3 separate regions of the Zea mays genome follow, and all the other regions are linked to region 1. Evidence: chromatin contacts called from public Hi-C data. All regions are on one chromosome and are shown on one strand. Each heading gives the region's core, a stretch centred on a gene start, on an enhancer-like site or on the middle of the called end of the contact. The rest is flanking DNA. Distances are from core to core; before and after follow the strand shown. Region 1 holds the start of LOC109946117 (anthocyanidin 5,3-O-glucosyltransferase). Region 2 holds the start of LOC100191181. Region 3 holds the start of LOC103654948 (light-harvesting complex-like protein 3 isotype 2, chloroplastic).

Region 1 (4,875 bases), core at 678-3,177:
TGTTTTTCATCAGCTCTGTTCTCTTTCAGCCACAATGGTCAATGGCATTTGCCCCAATTAGGCAGACACTGAACCACCTCTATCCTCCACTCTACGACAGTGAAAGGACAGGTCCGGTTAGTGCGGACCACGGGCCAAGCGGACGACGCTGAGAAATAAATGCCAGAGATGCTACAGTGCCTTCCTCTGCCCGACGAATTTCCGCGCGACGCCGAAGATGAGAGCCTTCGTCAGGAGCCCTTGGTCAAGAGTACAGGCCAGAGCAACTGCCCCTCCAAGCACAAGGAACCTCGCCACACGGTTCCTCGCAGGCTTCTCTTCCGCTTCCACGGTTTCGGACCCGTCGCTGTCGGACTCCAGCGACCGGACAAAGCTGTCGCCGACTTTGGTGTTGATCTGGGCCATCAGGGCACTCCGTGACACCGGCTCCCCTGCAGCCCTGGCTTGCTGATAGGCCCGGAGCCCAGGCTCGATTCTCTTCACGCATCCCCACATCCCTTGCCGGATACCGAGCTTTGCGATCTCGTACGGGATGCCCATGTCCTCGTGGTGGAACAAGAGCACCTCACAAGCTGTCGACCCTCCGTTCCCTCTCCTGGATTCCACTGTTCCAACATCAGTTCAAGAGAAAGTTCCTAGTTAGAGAAGTGCCACAGAAAGAAAAGGGGATTTTTTTGGCTATTTGGCTTTTGTTATTTCCCAACCTCAAGAAAAGTAAGCAAAGGAAAATGGTTACCTGCACGGATGCACCAGCTTGAATAATACAGATCAACTCTTCGAGGTTTGTTGCGCCGTGGAATGGACGAGCATGGTATACCCTGCGTCGCATTATACCAATACATTAATGGTTGGGCATCAGAGCGTGGTATGAGTAACCTAATAATCTCTATGGTTACATGCCGATTTAGTGATCTGATACAGTGCAAGTGGAACTAGCCTCAAACTACTGATTGCTAACAGGATCATCAACAATTTCTTTTACTTCGCATCGATGTACAAAACATCTAGGATTAGAGAAGCATCCTACAAACCACTGTATATGGAATGAATGCTCCAAAACAATCTCAAAATATTACTAACTAAGCTCCCAATGCAATTTGGACCTAAATGATTTTTCTCTCTCTTAGGCATACAGCCATTAGGACCTAAATGAAGGGCGGGCCTGGTGCAGTGGTAGAGCCTACCGTCTATAACCGTAAGGTCCCGGGTTCGAGCCCTAGCCTCTGCATATTATGCGGGCAAGGTTTGGCGCTTAAAGATACCTTTCCCCGGACCCCGCACAGTGCGGAAAGCCTACGGCACTAGGTACGCTAGGCATACAACCATATATATAGGCTCAAACAAGAATCCTGAAGGGAAACCGTCACCCATATTGACTGATAGAAGGAAAAAAGTGACTAGTTCTTCTCCTTTTTTTCAATGAAAATAGTGACTCATTCATATCATCTAACTGGAAGTTGATGCAGAGAAATAGCAAAAATATTTATATCGACTGAGTGAAGGCTGATGGATTAGGAAAAGGAGTAAAAATAAGGCAGCAGAGAAGTATGCATTACTATGTAAAGGCATAAGAATGGATATTCTAAAATGCAAGAGTGACCTAGTTGCAGAGAAAAACTTGGGTGAAATCTCTACTACTCTATAAGGACGCAAGGAGGGCGTCTACCACGGCTCCACCCGACACCGCAGCAATCCCTCCGCCCCGCTCTCCTCTCCCTGCACCGAGGCCGCAATCCCCGCCGCGCCCCCGCTCTCCTCGCCCCCAGATCTTGCCCGCGTCTGTCCCCGCCGCCCCGCTCTCCTCTCCCTGCACCGAGGCCGCAATCCCCGCCGCGCCCCCGCTCTCCTCGCCCCCAGATCTTGCCCGCGTCTGTCCCCAGATCTTATCCCTTCCAGCATCCCCAGCCTGACGAAGGAATTCAAGCTCCAGCAACGTCAGGATCCAACACCACCATGGTCACGGGAAAGAAGAGGACGTTCGTGCTCTACCCGTCGCTGGGCGTGGGCCACCTGATCCCGATGGTGGAGCTGGCCAAGCACCTCTTGCGCCACGGCCACGGCGCGCTCATCGCTGTGGTCAACCCGCCGGACACCGACGCCGTGTCGGTCGCCGCGGTGGAGCGCCTCGCGGCGGCCAACCCGGCCATCGCGTTCCGCCTCCTGCCGGTCCCGGCCAGCCCGGACGCCGGCGCGGACTGGGTGAAGCGCGACCTGGACACGCTCCGGCTCGCCAACCCCGTGCTCCGGGACTTCCTGCTCCGGTCCCAGCCCGCCACCGCGCTCATCCTCGACATGTTCTGCGTCGACGCGCTCGACGTCGCGGCGGAGCTCGGCGTCCCGGCCTACTTCTTCTTCGCCTCCGCGGCGGGGGACCTCGCCATGTTCCTCAACCTGCCGTACCTCTACCCCACCCTGCCGTCGTTCAGGGACATGAGCGAGGCGCTGGTGCGCTGCCCCGGCATGCCGCCGGTTCGGGCGATGGACATGCCGCTGACGGTGCAGGACAGGGACAGCGACCGGATCAAGGTCCGGATGTACCAGTTCCGCCGCATCCCGGAGGGGAGGGGCGTGCTGGTCAACAGCTTCGCCTGGCTGGAGCCCATGGCACTGAGAGCGCTCGGCGACGGCGTCTGCGTGCCCGGCCGCCCGACGCCGAGGGTCTTCTGCGTCGGGCCACTGGTCAACGACGGCAGCAGCACGGCGGGGAGCGGCGGGAGGCACGAGTGCCTGGCGTGGCTGGACACGCAGCCCAAGCGGAGCGTCGTGTTCCTCTGCTTCGGCAGCAAGGACGCTTGTTCGGTACTGATTGCATTGTTCTTATATCACCAGTTCTATTGAACGGATGGAAGCTTTTTTGTTCGGGTATTGTCACGATCTATAGACGGATGAAGTAAAATATTTCTAGAGTATGTGTGTTCGTGTAATTGTGTATTTAAGTCATGCCATTGTTCTTGGGAAGGCACATGTGAAAAAATTGACTTTCACAACGAACAAGCTTATATAAATCTAATTTCAAAATGGTTCGTACAACATTTATTCACGGGAACGGAGATAAGGAGCTGTAAGTATTCTCAGACTCATTATTCTAATTCCACTTCTAATTCCACGTGAATGGGAGTGGATTAGGGTGGACTTTGACTTCTATAGATTTAAATCGACTCAATACCATCCAGTATAGAACTAATTTACACCATAAATCATCTTAATCTATGTGGATTGAGGTGAATAAGAGCCTTAATCTATGTGGATCGAGTGAACGTATAGAATTAATTTACACCATAAATTATCTTAATCTATGTGGATTGAGACGAATAAGAGCCTTAATCTATACGATTCCGTTGCAACGTACGGGCACTCACCTAGTAGAAGAATAAGTAGAGATGGAATAACAGGAAAAAATACTTATTATGAAGATACGGACACATAAGCATATGAAAAGAAGAAATAGTGTACATGATTATCTAACAGTGTGAAAAAAGAGGAACCCTAAGAAAGCTGTTGCTGTTGCGAATGGCTTCTTTGCTGAGATAACAGAGAGCGGAGAAAACATCACCCAAAGAAATATAGTCAGAAGTCAGAACTGACATATTTATTAGTTCAACACCGATATATTGTTACTTCCTAGCTTCTCCTTGCAGTGACAGGCAGTTGCTATTCAATGGAGGTTACCTCCACAGTTTGCTTTTGAAGAAATAATGATGAAAAGGAAGAATTGAGGACTTCACTGTCAACAACTTCCCAACATTAACATCAAAACTTCAATGATGTTAAAAGACTGTCTAAGTAAGTGTAGTACAAAGGTGGACAGGTGGTCTCAGGTCAGTATCATTAGATACACGTAGCCATCATGAAATATCAGGATTGAGAAACAACAACTGAACTTCTAAGTCGTATATCTGTGCCTATTCCAAACTGAGTTAGTTGAGGGGCAACTACATAAAGTTTGCCAACATTACAGTTGACATGAAACATAAGCTACAATCACTGAACTTCTGAGCCATGCATCTGTGCCTATTCGGCTATTCTGAAGGCATAAGAATGGATATTCTAAAATGCAACAGAGTGACCTAGTTGCAGAGAAAAACTTGGGTGAAATAGAAGAACAAATAGAGATGGAGTAACAGGAAAACGACTTATTATGAAAATATGAACACATAAGCATAGGAAAAGGAGAAATAGTGTACATGATTATCTAACAGTGTGAAGAAAAAAAAAAGAAATAGAAACCCTACGAAAGCTGTTGCTGTTTCAGGAATGGAATTGGGGCAAACTAAAAAAAGGTGTACAAAAATGAAACACAATCATTCAAGGTAATAAGGTATTAATTAAAAGATACACTCTTGTGGTTTCTTTGTTCATTTCATTTTTTTTCCAATGCTTATGGCTTCTATGCTGAAACAACAGAGAATAGAGAACACATCCCACAAGGAAATATAGCCAGAGCTGACATATTTCTAAGTTCAACACTGATATATTATTACTTCCTATCTTCTCCTTGCTGTAACAAGCAGTTTCTATTCAATGGAGGTTCCCTCAATAGTTTGCTTTCGAAGGAATAATGATGAAAAGGAATAAAAGAGGACTTCACTGTCAACAACTCAACATTAACACCAACACTTAAATGATGTTAAAAGACTGTTTAAGTAAGTGTACTCCAAAGGTGGACAGGTGGCCACAGGTCAGTATCATTAGCTACACGTTGCTATCATGAAATATCAGGGTTGAGAAACAACCACTGAACTTCTAAGTCGTGTATCTGTGCCCATTCGAATCTGAGTTAGTTGAGGGGCAACTACATAAATTTTGCCAACATATATTACAGTCCACGTGAAGTGTAAGCTGCAACCACTGAACTTCTGAGCCGTGCATCTGTGG
Region 2 (4,875 bases), core at 1,379-3,878, 470 kb after region 1:
TTTTCACCACGAGCATGATTTGGGTGTTGTGCAAGGCAGGGAAGCTAAATGATGCTAAGGAGTTGTTTAACCAGACAGAGACAGCTAGAGTTGTGCCTTGTGCGTACGCATATAATACAATACTCATGGCATTCGCAACCGGAGGGTACGCTGCAATGGAGAGGATAACACAATGGAACCTTGCTTTCACTGGTGTTGGACTTGTTGGCACTGGCATTGTCACTAGCCTCGATCTCATTGGTTCAGGGATTGCTGCTGGTGATGGCTTTGTTACCTCTGGTCCGGGTCCTGTTAGCAGTGGACAAGGCAATATCTCCGTCTTTCTTTGGGATCCTGGCGGTCATGCGAAAGACCGCTTGGAACAAGCTGTATTTCAAGGAGTGGGGAATGTTAGGTATACTAGATGGTTGTGGGTTCGATGTGGTAATGTGGTGCGATAATATAAGAATATATGGGCTAGAATGAGCCTTGTAAGCCTGAGCGTAATAGCAGGTAGCAGGTGAGATATAAGGCTGGTGTGAGAATTCTGGAGGGATAGGAAGAATTTGGCTATCAGATATCAAATCAGATCGTCTTCCTCGTTGTTATCTCCTTCTTCAACCCTTCTTCTACCTGAACATATCTCTTCTCTCCGATATTCCTTTCTAGGTGCTAACATGGAGAAGTCGATGAAGCGGATGATGAAGACCCCCCTATCAGCACAAGGTCCTGGAGCAGACCAGATTTGTGATTGATCTTGGTTCTGTTGATGTTTGTCGTCTTCATGGGTAAGCTGAAAGGTTCCTTCTCTGTTTTGTTGTGTTCAGTTTGGTGTCTAAAGAGGCATGTAGTTGTTTGTTATTTACAAGCCGAGTCACTTTTGTGTAGAGTTCTAGAGATATATGGTCACAACATTATGAAGGAACTTGAGAAAATGATTGTGAGGCAGCAGAGGTATTATATCTATTGTTGATTACCATGGCTACTGCTCCAATTATTCATACGTGATATTATAAGGTAGTTCATTATGCCACCACATGGCAATTTAAGCCATCTGGGAGAAAGCCCCTCTTCGTTCTTTGATGGCTCATAAAATTATAAGTAAAACATTTGGTCTCATCATTCAGCAGTTGCCAGTAATTGATGCTTTGTCGAGTACACAATTTTTTATTTTTTTCCTTTTATTACAAGTAGGGGTGGATAACGAGCCAGCTCGGCTCGGCTCGTCCGAGTTCGAGCTGGCTCGTTAAGCTAACGAGCCAGCTCGGCTCGGCTCGTTAAGGTAACGAGCCACAGAGTCAGCTCGGCTCGGCTCGTTAACGAGCTCGAGCTGGCTCGTTAAGCTCGTGAGCCAGAACAGAAAAAAATAAAATGTACATAATAATTATTTTTTAGTTAATTTCAAACTAATTTAACAATAAAAAATAGTAATTATACTCATAGTTTCACAAATCACGTCAATATAACACCAAATTAGCACAATTCATCACTCATTAATTCACAATTCACATACATGTTCATTAGTTTAACCCATAATTATATTTGCATAGACCAAATTAACACATTGACATAGTTCATTAATCATTAGTTTAATTCATAGGCCATAGACACCTCATATATATATAACATGTTTATCAATTATTATGTAAATGATATGCATATAGTTTCGTTTTGCTGGAATATATTAGCTCGTTTAGCTCGCGAGCTGGCTCGTTAACGAACCGAGCTGGCTCGTTAACGAACCGAGCTAGGATGTCAGCTCAGCTCGTGAAAAAATCCAAACGAGCCGATCCGAGCCGAGCCGAGCTGACCATTAACCGAGCGAGCCAGCGAGCCACGAGTATTTCGTCCAGCCCTAATTACAAGGATCAAGGCCTGAAATCTTGAGATTTTCTCCATTCCAACAAAAAGGTTATATTCCTTATGCATGCAAATAGGCAGCGGCGATCAAGGGGACAACGATTTAGAATACATGTTTCCTAAAATCTCCAAGTAGAAAGCCATTGCCTGCCTTGCAATTTTCACTGCTTGGATCTTAGTTTTGTCTTATGATTGTGGAAAGGATGCCTACACTGCGCCTGCCATGTTTAATGTCATCACCAACCACTCTGGTACGCTGCACATAGGATTGTTAGGAGCTACGTTCCCTATGTCGACGATATGTTTCCGTTGCAACGCACGGGCACCTACCTAGTTATATATATAAGAAGATAAAAAATTGAAGTGAAGCCAAGGGCCCCTTTGTCCGCATCGTGGCTCCGCCCTGCCTCCATTTCCTGTCAACCAAACAAGTCTTAACGATTAGTTTCAGAACTTAAATCCCATATAAAATTTGCATCGTGGCTCCGCCCTGCCTCCATTTCCTGTCAACCAAACAAGTCTTAACGGTTAGTTTCAGAACTTAAATCCCATTTAAAATTTGCAGTGATTGGTGGAAATTTAGTTACCAGAAATTCTGGAGTAGATTTAAATTTCTAAACTAGTCGTGATAATTTTTCCCGCATCTCTCCTCCACGCGCGCTGACAGGACAGAGGAGACGGACGGGCCGAACGGACAGCGATTCTCTATTGGGCTGGACTGCAGGCTCTGCCTAGCACATCATTTTGAGCCGGCCCATATTCTCCTCGGCCAGCGGAGTCGTCGTCTGTCTCCGTCATTTCTATCAGACGCAAGCAGCAGTGACGCCGCGCTACCCGACCAAAATCCGCCGCCGGTGCCCAGAACTCGACGGGAAAACCGGGGCTTTGGTCGCCGGACGCCGGCTGCCTCGAGATGCTCGTGTGGGCGGCCACCGCGTCACCACCCAGCACTCCATCCGCCGTGCCATTTGCTCCTCCCCACCGCGCCGCCGCTCCCCGCCCTCCACCGCCTCTCTGCCGCTCGCTCCCGGGGCTGCTGTGCGCGGGCCTGATCCCTCCGCCGCGCGCCGCCGCTTCTGACGGCGACGTCTTCTGGGAGGAGCCAGACGACGGCTCCGGGAGCGACTACGAGGACGACGGCCCGGAGCAAAGGAGGGCCTTGCGTTTCCCATCTTCCTCGCCGTCCTACAGGCTCGAGGCGTCGGCGCAGCAAGAACAGGACCTCCGGAGAGGTATTGTTCGATGTTCTCACACAAATGCACTCCTTACTACTTCTCGGTCCACTCTCTGAGAAGGCATCCGCTCTACTTCTTTGTGTTCTACACTACCACTAATTTTTTGTTTGCCTAGAGATCGAGCTTCTCCTAACGCCTGAAGAAAAGGCTACTTTGGACCAGCATGAGACCCCTGACGTCACTAGAATATCATCAGTTAAGCTCCTCCATCTGTCTTAAAATATTAAAAACCATCTTTCTTTTGTGTTTGATGATGCATTTCTCGATTTGCTGCTGAATTTTGAGATGTCTTAATCTGACAGGAATCAAATGAATGCATTGATCTAACTGTTTCTCTGAAATACTGGATGTTGAATCTAATTTCTGATGAATTGTTTGGTGTAGCCCAAGTGGCACCCACTTCATAGCTACGCGTTGGCACTGCAGATACCCCTCATGGACAAGCTTCTGAACAGCGGTGTTGACATCAACTTAGTTGATAGAGTAAGTTACGTGCTTATGATTTTCATTCTTCTTTTGTATCAGAGTAACCCCATCTGCGAAGGTATAGTTAACTACATAAGTGTTGCTGATACAGGATGGCTTCACCTCTCTTCACAAGGCTGTCATAGGGAAAAAAGAGGCTGTCATTAGCCATCTCCTAAGAAAAGGGGCAAATCCCCATGTTAGAGATAGGGTAAGAGGGTACCTGGAATAGTCCCTTCTTGTCAATTGTTGTCCAAGTCCTCAAAAAGAGTGAAGGGAAACTTTTTGAAGCAAAGTTAGCTCGTCACATTGGTTTTCGTTAGTCGGGGACAAGAATGCTTTCCCTCTATGTTGAATTAAGTCTGCCTGATGCGCAGGATGGAGCCACACCATTACATTATGCTGTTCAAGCTGGTGCCCTGCAAACCGTGAAGTTACTGATTAAGTACAAGGTTGATGTCAATGTTGCCGATAATGTAAGTCAAATGTGTACCGATTTTCATACCATCTCAAGCCTTTCCAAGGGCAGTGAATGTTCTCTTAAATAATGTTCCCTTCCATGCAGGATGGATGGACACCACTCCATTTAGCCATACAGAGTAGGAATAGAGATATAGCTAAGGTCTTGCTTGTCAATGGTGCGGATAAGACAAGAAGAACCAAGGTATTGTTTCATATATTTGCTGATAAGCAATATACACCAAAAGAAATATTTTACTGTGATCGCTGCCTTACGTTTTGTGTTGTTTCACAAAACAAGTTGCGTAGCTTCCAATACGATGATGTCAATAAGACAACTCTTTGATATTCCTGCTACAACCTGTCCTTCGAGCTATTTGGATGAATAATTTATGTTGCCGTTATGTCTGAAATACTGTTTGGTTTCTCTGTGAGTGCGTTACAGGATGGGAGGACTGCGCTGGATCTAAGTCTATGCTTTGGAAGGGATTTCAAGTCATATGATCTTGCAAAGCTTGTCAAGCTTATTCCAGCAAACAGAGGTGCGTGATTTCGCTCTGCCATGAATCTGAGGGAAAGAAAGTCCAAAAGTTAGCCAATGCAGCAGCCTCATACGACCCATGCATAGCTTATGAAGAAGGGTCCAGGAGCCGCGTGCCGCCGTGCCAGTCATCATTCATTTTTTTTTTCTTGACCGCCAACTCAAACGATCTGACAGATTGCTCTACAATTGTGCCGTTAGATTTCAGTGTCCATGGTCTGTAGCCTGTTCGACGTGACTCGAAAAATGATGATGTACATGCAACAGTCCTCCAGCTGTTGTGTTCAGTTGTTTTGTTCAATATGGGCCAGGGCCACCAAAACAAGATCTGAATTG
Region 3 (4,875 bases), core at 1,695-4,194, 270 kb after region 1:
TCACCCAACAATTTTTTTTTTGCAATTTAGCTCTTTTCGGGTTTTTTTGCACAACTATACACTTTGCAGTTTAATTTCAAAAAATAAACCCCGAGCTCGGCGCCATTATAACTGATGCCGAGGTAATGTGTGACGGCGCCAACACAAATGGCGCTTGTCTGGCTGATGTGGATGGTGAGGTGGCGGGGACGTGTCAGGGGGTCGGCGCCAAGATCTATGGCGCCGACCCCTGGTGGCGGCGGCGGGTGTCAGGGGGGTCGGCGCCATAGATCTTAGCGTCGACCCCTGGCGGCGGCTGCGCACGTGTCAGGGGGTCGACGCTATAGATCTTGGCGACGACCCCCTTTATACCGCACTGGACAGCTTTCTTCTCCATTCTTCCTCAAGCAAGCTGCCACCGCCCCGGTTCCGCCCTGCCGCGCCGGCACCATGCCCCGCCGCTCCGTGCCTCGAGCCCCGCCGCGCCGCCCCTGTTGCCCGCGCCCCGTCGTGTCGCCGGCGTGCCCCGCGCCGCCCCGACGCCGCCGGCTCACCTCCTCTCGCCACCGTCCGACGCCGCTCCGCCGTCCCCGGCTAGGGATGAAAACGGGACGGATACAGCCGGATACAGGGTCATCCCGTATCCTACCCTAATGTATTTCTCTCGGATACGGGACCGGATACGGGTAGTTAAGATTCGGGACGGATATAGGACGGGATCGGGTAATAATCCGGACGGGTAAGAAACGGATAACGGATACTACTCGGGTAGGTACCGGATAATTGTCGGGTAGTTTATCCGATGATATTAATTGTCCAATCATCCATAAGTTAAGCAATACATAATCATGTATATGATAGATCAGATGTAAGAAAGGAAACCGGTAAAATTGACATCATGCAGTTCAAAGTTGCTTATCACAAGGACATTGTAGAACCAACACCGCAATATTTAAAATTCATAAATATTCTAGTTTCACTAAAAAATTGCAAATAAGTTACAAAAACTAATAAACATTTTATATGATGATAACTCAAGTCCTCGTATGAAAATGATAAAGTGAAGTACTGATTATGTTGAAACTTAGATACTTACACTAATTTCACATGTAACTCCTACAAATAAGCGAAAGTGAAAGGAAAGAAACGTGGACATCTTATAGATCTTATGATCCAAACATTTTTTATGGTTACATATGGACATATGTTGTATCTCCATAAAATTTCACGATTTTTTGAGGCTATTTATGTATTATTGATTTCTTGTCATAGAAAATCATCAAAATACAATTAAATCATTAAAATATTGTTTAAACAAAAAATTGATGTATTACAAAGTCATAGATCTCTTCAAGCTCTACAATTTTCATATAAACTTTATCTTCATCCGATTTCATATGTAAAAGTTATGATTTTATAACTATATTATGCAGAAAAAGAAAAAACGGGTACCCGAATTCCGGGTACCCGTATCCGACCCGGGATTTTCGGGTACTGACCGGGTATTAGTGATTCCGTATCCTACCCGTATCCGAGATTCAATATCCGGGTAATACCCGTATCCGTCCCGATAAACAAAATACCCGTATCCGTATCCGAAATTACGTCCCGTTTTGGTACCCGTATCCGATACCCGTTCCGGGTACCCGTCCCATTTTCATCCCTATCCCCGGCTCACCTCCCCACGCCGCCGTCGTCCGACCCCGCCCCCGCCCCCCGTCTAGGTAACTTTTTGAGTATTTAGTTAGTATTTTTAGTTAATGTGTTAGCATTTTTGTTAGGCATGTTAGATTTGTTGCTATAATTAGTTGTCTGTTGAATGTGAGTATCATGAAAATGAATGTGATAAATGCGAATTTGATCGAATATGATGAATGTGAGTTGAATGTGCAGGTTTTAGTATCCTCCCCATGCAGGGGAGGTGCTGTCAAAATTTATACTTAGTTATTTAGTACTTAATTATAAGGTGGTTAGTATTTTAGTGGGTTGTGGTTATAGTTATAGTTATGTAGCTAGTTATTAGTGGGTTGTGGTTAGGCAATAACCATCCATGGTGGATATTGACTGTTTAATTCGTGTTTGAAATAGATGGACAATTTTATGAGCTTATATCATGGAGGCAATGTGTAAGAAGATCTCTATGGAAATGCCAAGTTCATTGACATGCGACACGTGCATGTACTATTTGTTGGTAGACCCTCCTTGAGTGATGTGTTTCAAAGACTAAACAAAAGCTAGGTTACCATGAAGATGATGACATTGCGGTTGACAGAGTACTTAACATTGACCATCCACCAAATGTCATAAGACGAGTCATCCCAATTGATTCTCAACTGGATTGGGATAATTATGTTACTTCGGCTATGAAGACCCAGTTGCAACTCATGGAGGTTGTGGTACGACCGGTTGTAGTAGACCGCCCCCTGAAGACTATGATCATGTTGTGGATGACGTGCCAACTGTGACTGATGCTCAATCCGGTCACAATTTGATCCCATTAAGTCAGCCAGAAGATAGCCTGCAGACAGATTCTGCTGCGTGTATCCCTTTGGCACAAACCAATTACAGTAAGGGCCCGTTTGTTTCGTTGGAATTGAATTCTATTTTAATAATTATAATTTAGACAAAACTAATTAAGTTTATATATTTATATATGTAATATATTTGTATAGTATCCTAAATCATATGAGAAAGATAGTTATATAGTACATTTATGTTATAGAGGCGCAAGTAGAAGAATGTGCTATAAGTTGTACATCGAAAAATTAGCATGTAAATCTATAGAATCAATTTTCATCTCTCACCCCATGAATTTGAGATAGGCTTATATGATAACTTTGGAAAATGGTGGAATGTCATATTCTAAAAAAATAGCTTATTCCATTAGTAAGATTCCAATTCCTCGAAATGAAAGGAAACAAACGGGATCTAAGTTTCATTGGCATTACATTTTTATTTTGGACTATGAGCACTTTGCTTCTCATTGCTTTCTTTTTGCTCGGTTAACGTGATTTTGAAGTCCAAAAATTCTGTTTCTCTCCGCATCCACAGCCACACAGATTTTTTTTGTGTCCGGCCACAAACCAATGGACGCACAGCTCCGTCCACCTGGCCCGGACACGTCAGCGCGGCCATGCCACGTCACCCAAAAAGAGGGCTCGACCATGGCCCAAAGGCCAAAGCCCAACTGGCACCTGCCGGCCTGGCCGCACACTCTCCTCTCCTGTCTATCCACTTTCCACTCCTTCACTGCCCTCCGTCCCCCCCTTTGCTCGCCATGGCCATGGCGACCTCCACCTTCTCCCCGCGTCCCGCCAGCCTCAGGCCCCTGCGGGCGGGCGGAAAGCCCGTCGGACTCCTCCCCTTCCCGCGCCGCCTCGCCTGCGCCACCGCCTCCGGGGAGGCGCCGCCCGTGGAGCAGCGGGACGAGGCGGAGCCGGCCCTTGCCGCGGCCTCCAACGGGGCCGCCGTCAAGTCCGAGGCCCCGCCGCCGCCGCCCGCGCCAGCGCCGGTCCCGGCCTTCCGGGACGCCAGGTGGGTCAACGGCACCTGGGACCTCGCCAAGTTCGACAAGGGCAGCGGCGTCGACTGGGACGCCGTCATCGACGCCGGTGAGGGGGCTCAGGACATGCTTTGTGTAAACTCGGTCAGACATTTGTTGTTTTGCTGCAACGAGTGGGACGGACCGCTGATGCCAGTCATCTTTATTTTTCTGATTCCAGAGGCCAGGAGAAGGAGATGGCTCGAAGACTATCCGGAGGCGACTAACACAGACGAGGCTGTCGTCTTCGCCACTTCCATTATTCCATGGTGGGCTTGGATGAAACGCTTCCACCTTCCCGAAGCCGAGAAGCTAAATGGTATGAAAAAACAGTTGAAATATGATGCGGGTGCATATGGCGTTTCTTTGCCCAGTGATCTTGCTTGCATTCAGAACCGGCGGCTCTTCTCCTCGTCTAATAATGCAGGTCGCGCCGCCATGGTCGGCTTCTTCATGGCCTATTTCGTGGACAGCTTGACGGGCGCGGGCCTCGTCGACCAGATGGGCAACTTCTTCTGCAAGACGCTGCTGTTCGCCGCCGTCGCCGGCGTGCTGCTGGTCAGGAAAAACGAGGACGTCGAGTCGCTGAAGAAGCTCGTCGACGAGACCACGTTCTATGACAGGCAGTGGCAGGCGACCTGGCAAGATGACTCCGCTGGGGGACCAAACAACTAGTTCAGCGTTGTGGTACAAAAAAAATGCAAAACGCTTTCTTGTTACGTAGCTTATCTATTTCCTCGGCCTTCTTGTTTTCCCTGTGTAGTGAGAATTTTTTTGTTTTTGTTTTTGACAAACGCAATGATCTACGTCATGTTGTAAAATTGTATGGAAAATAATTCTGCAGTTTCAGTTTTTTTTAAAAAAAAACCGATAATATTCAGACATGGAAATTGATTCACATATCGACCAAAGAAACGTCTCGTACACACTGCACACGTGAAGGTGCTAGTCCGAAAGGAACCTGTGAGACGCATAGAGAAAAGCGTTGTCTGTTGATGGGTTAACTTCGCACTGGACACTACTTGCTTTGATCCGGCACGGAGTTCAAATCAGGCATGGCACGACTGAATTCTGACCTGCAACCAAAGCAGGCAAATGAAGTCCCGTGACTAGATCTATTGTACCAGAGGAAAACAACAGCTTATACAAGTATCTTCATAGAATCGTTTTGCAAGCAGCAACACAAAATCACTAGTAGTCTAGTATAAAAGACAAATGCTAACATATGCTAAAAACTAAATTAGTTGTAGAAACTGCTGGACAAGACACTTTTGTGGTCTGCTTATATAAACTGCAAAGGATAACTGAAATTGAGATTTTCTAAATTATACACAAGGTTTGTACAAAACATAAGG

What was found. A called contact is a pair of places that touch in the nucleus more often than the background predicts.
Region 2: a Hi-C map of leaf shows a contact between it and region 1, with 4 times the contacts expected there. The contact joins the promoter of LOC100191181 here to the promoter of LOC109946117 in region 1. A contact is called at or near these places in 3 of 25 Hi-C or Micro-C datasets (ear, leaf and tassel).
Region 3: a Hi-C map of leaf shows a contact between it and region 1, with 5 times the contacts expected there. The contact joins the promoter of LOC103654948 here to the promoter of LOC109946117 in region 1. A contact is called at or near these places in 10 of 25 Hi-C or Micro-C datasets (bundle sheath, ear, endosperm and 5 more).

The regions. Positions count from the first base shown.
Region 1 is chr4:247,199,682-247,204,556 of Zm-B73-REFERENCE-NAM-5.0, forward strand. LOC109946117 (anthocyanidin 5,3-O-glucosyltransferase) reads left to right here and starts at 1,928. Exons shown (of 1, transcript XM_035967572.1): 1 at 1,928-2,917. The coding sequence starts at 1,954. The coding sequence ends at 2,838. It overlaps LOC100274389, which reads right to left. Exons shown (of 6, transcript NM_001148749.2): 5 at 737-818; 6 at 1-605. The coding sequence ends at 172.
Region 2 is chr4:247,667,538-247,672,412 of Zm-B73-REFERENCE-NAM-5.0, forward strand. LOC100191181 reads left to right here and starts at 2,629. Exons shown (of 7, transcript NM_001136616.2): 1 at 2,629-3,071; 2 at 3,190-3,269; 3 at 3,459-3,557; 4 at 3,652-3,750; 5 at 3,917-4,015; 6 at 4,105-4,203; 7 at 4,444-4,875. The coding sequence starts at 2,753. The coding sequence ends at 4,548.
Region 3 is chr4:247,464,410-247,469,284 of Zm-B73-REFERENCE-NAM-5.0, forward strand. LOC103654948 (light-harvesting complex-like protein 3 isotype 2, chloroplastic) reads left to right here and starts at 2,945. Exons shown (of 3, transcript XM_008681752.4): 1 at 2,945-3,590; 2 at 3,702-3,839; 3 at 3,948-4,404. The coding sequence starts at 3,113. The coding sequence ends at 4,195. LOC100192494 (RNA polymerase II transcription factor B subunit 4) reads right to left here. Exons shown (of 11, transcript NM_001137714.3): 11 at 4,357-4,596. The coding sequence ends at 4,539.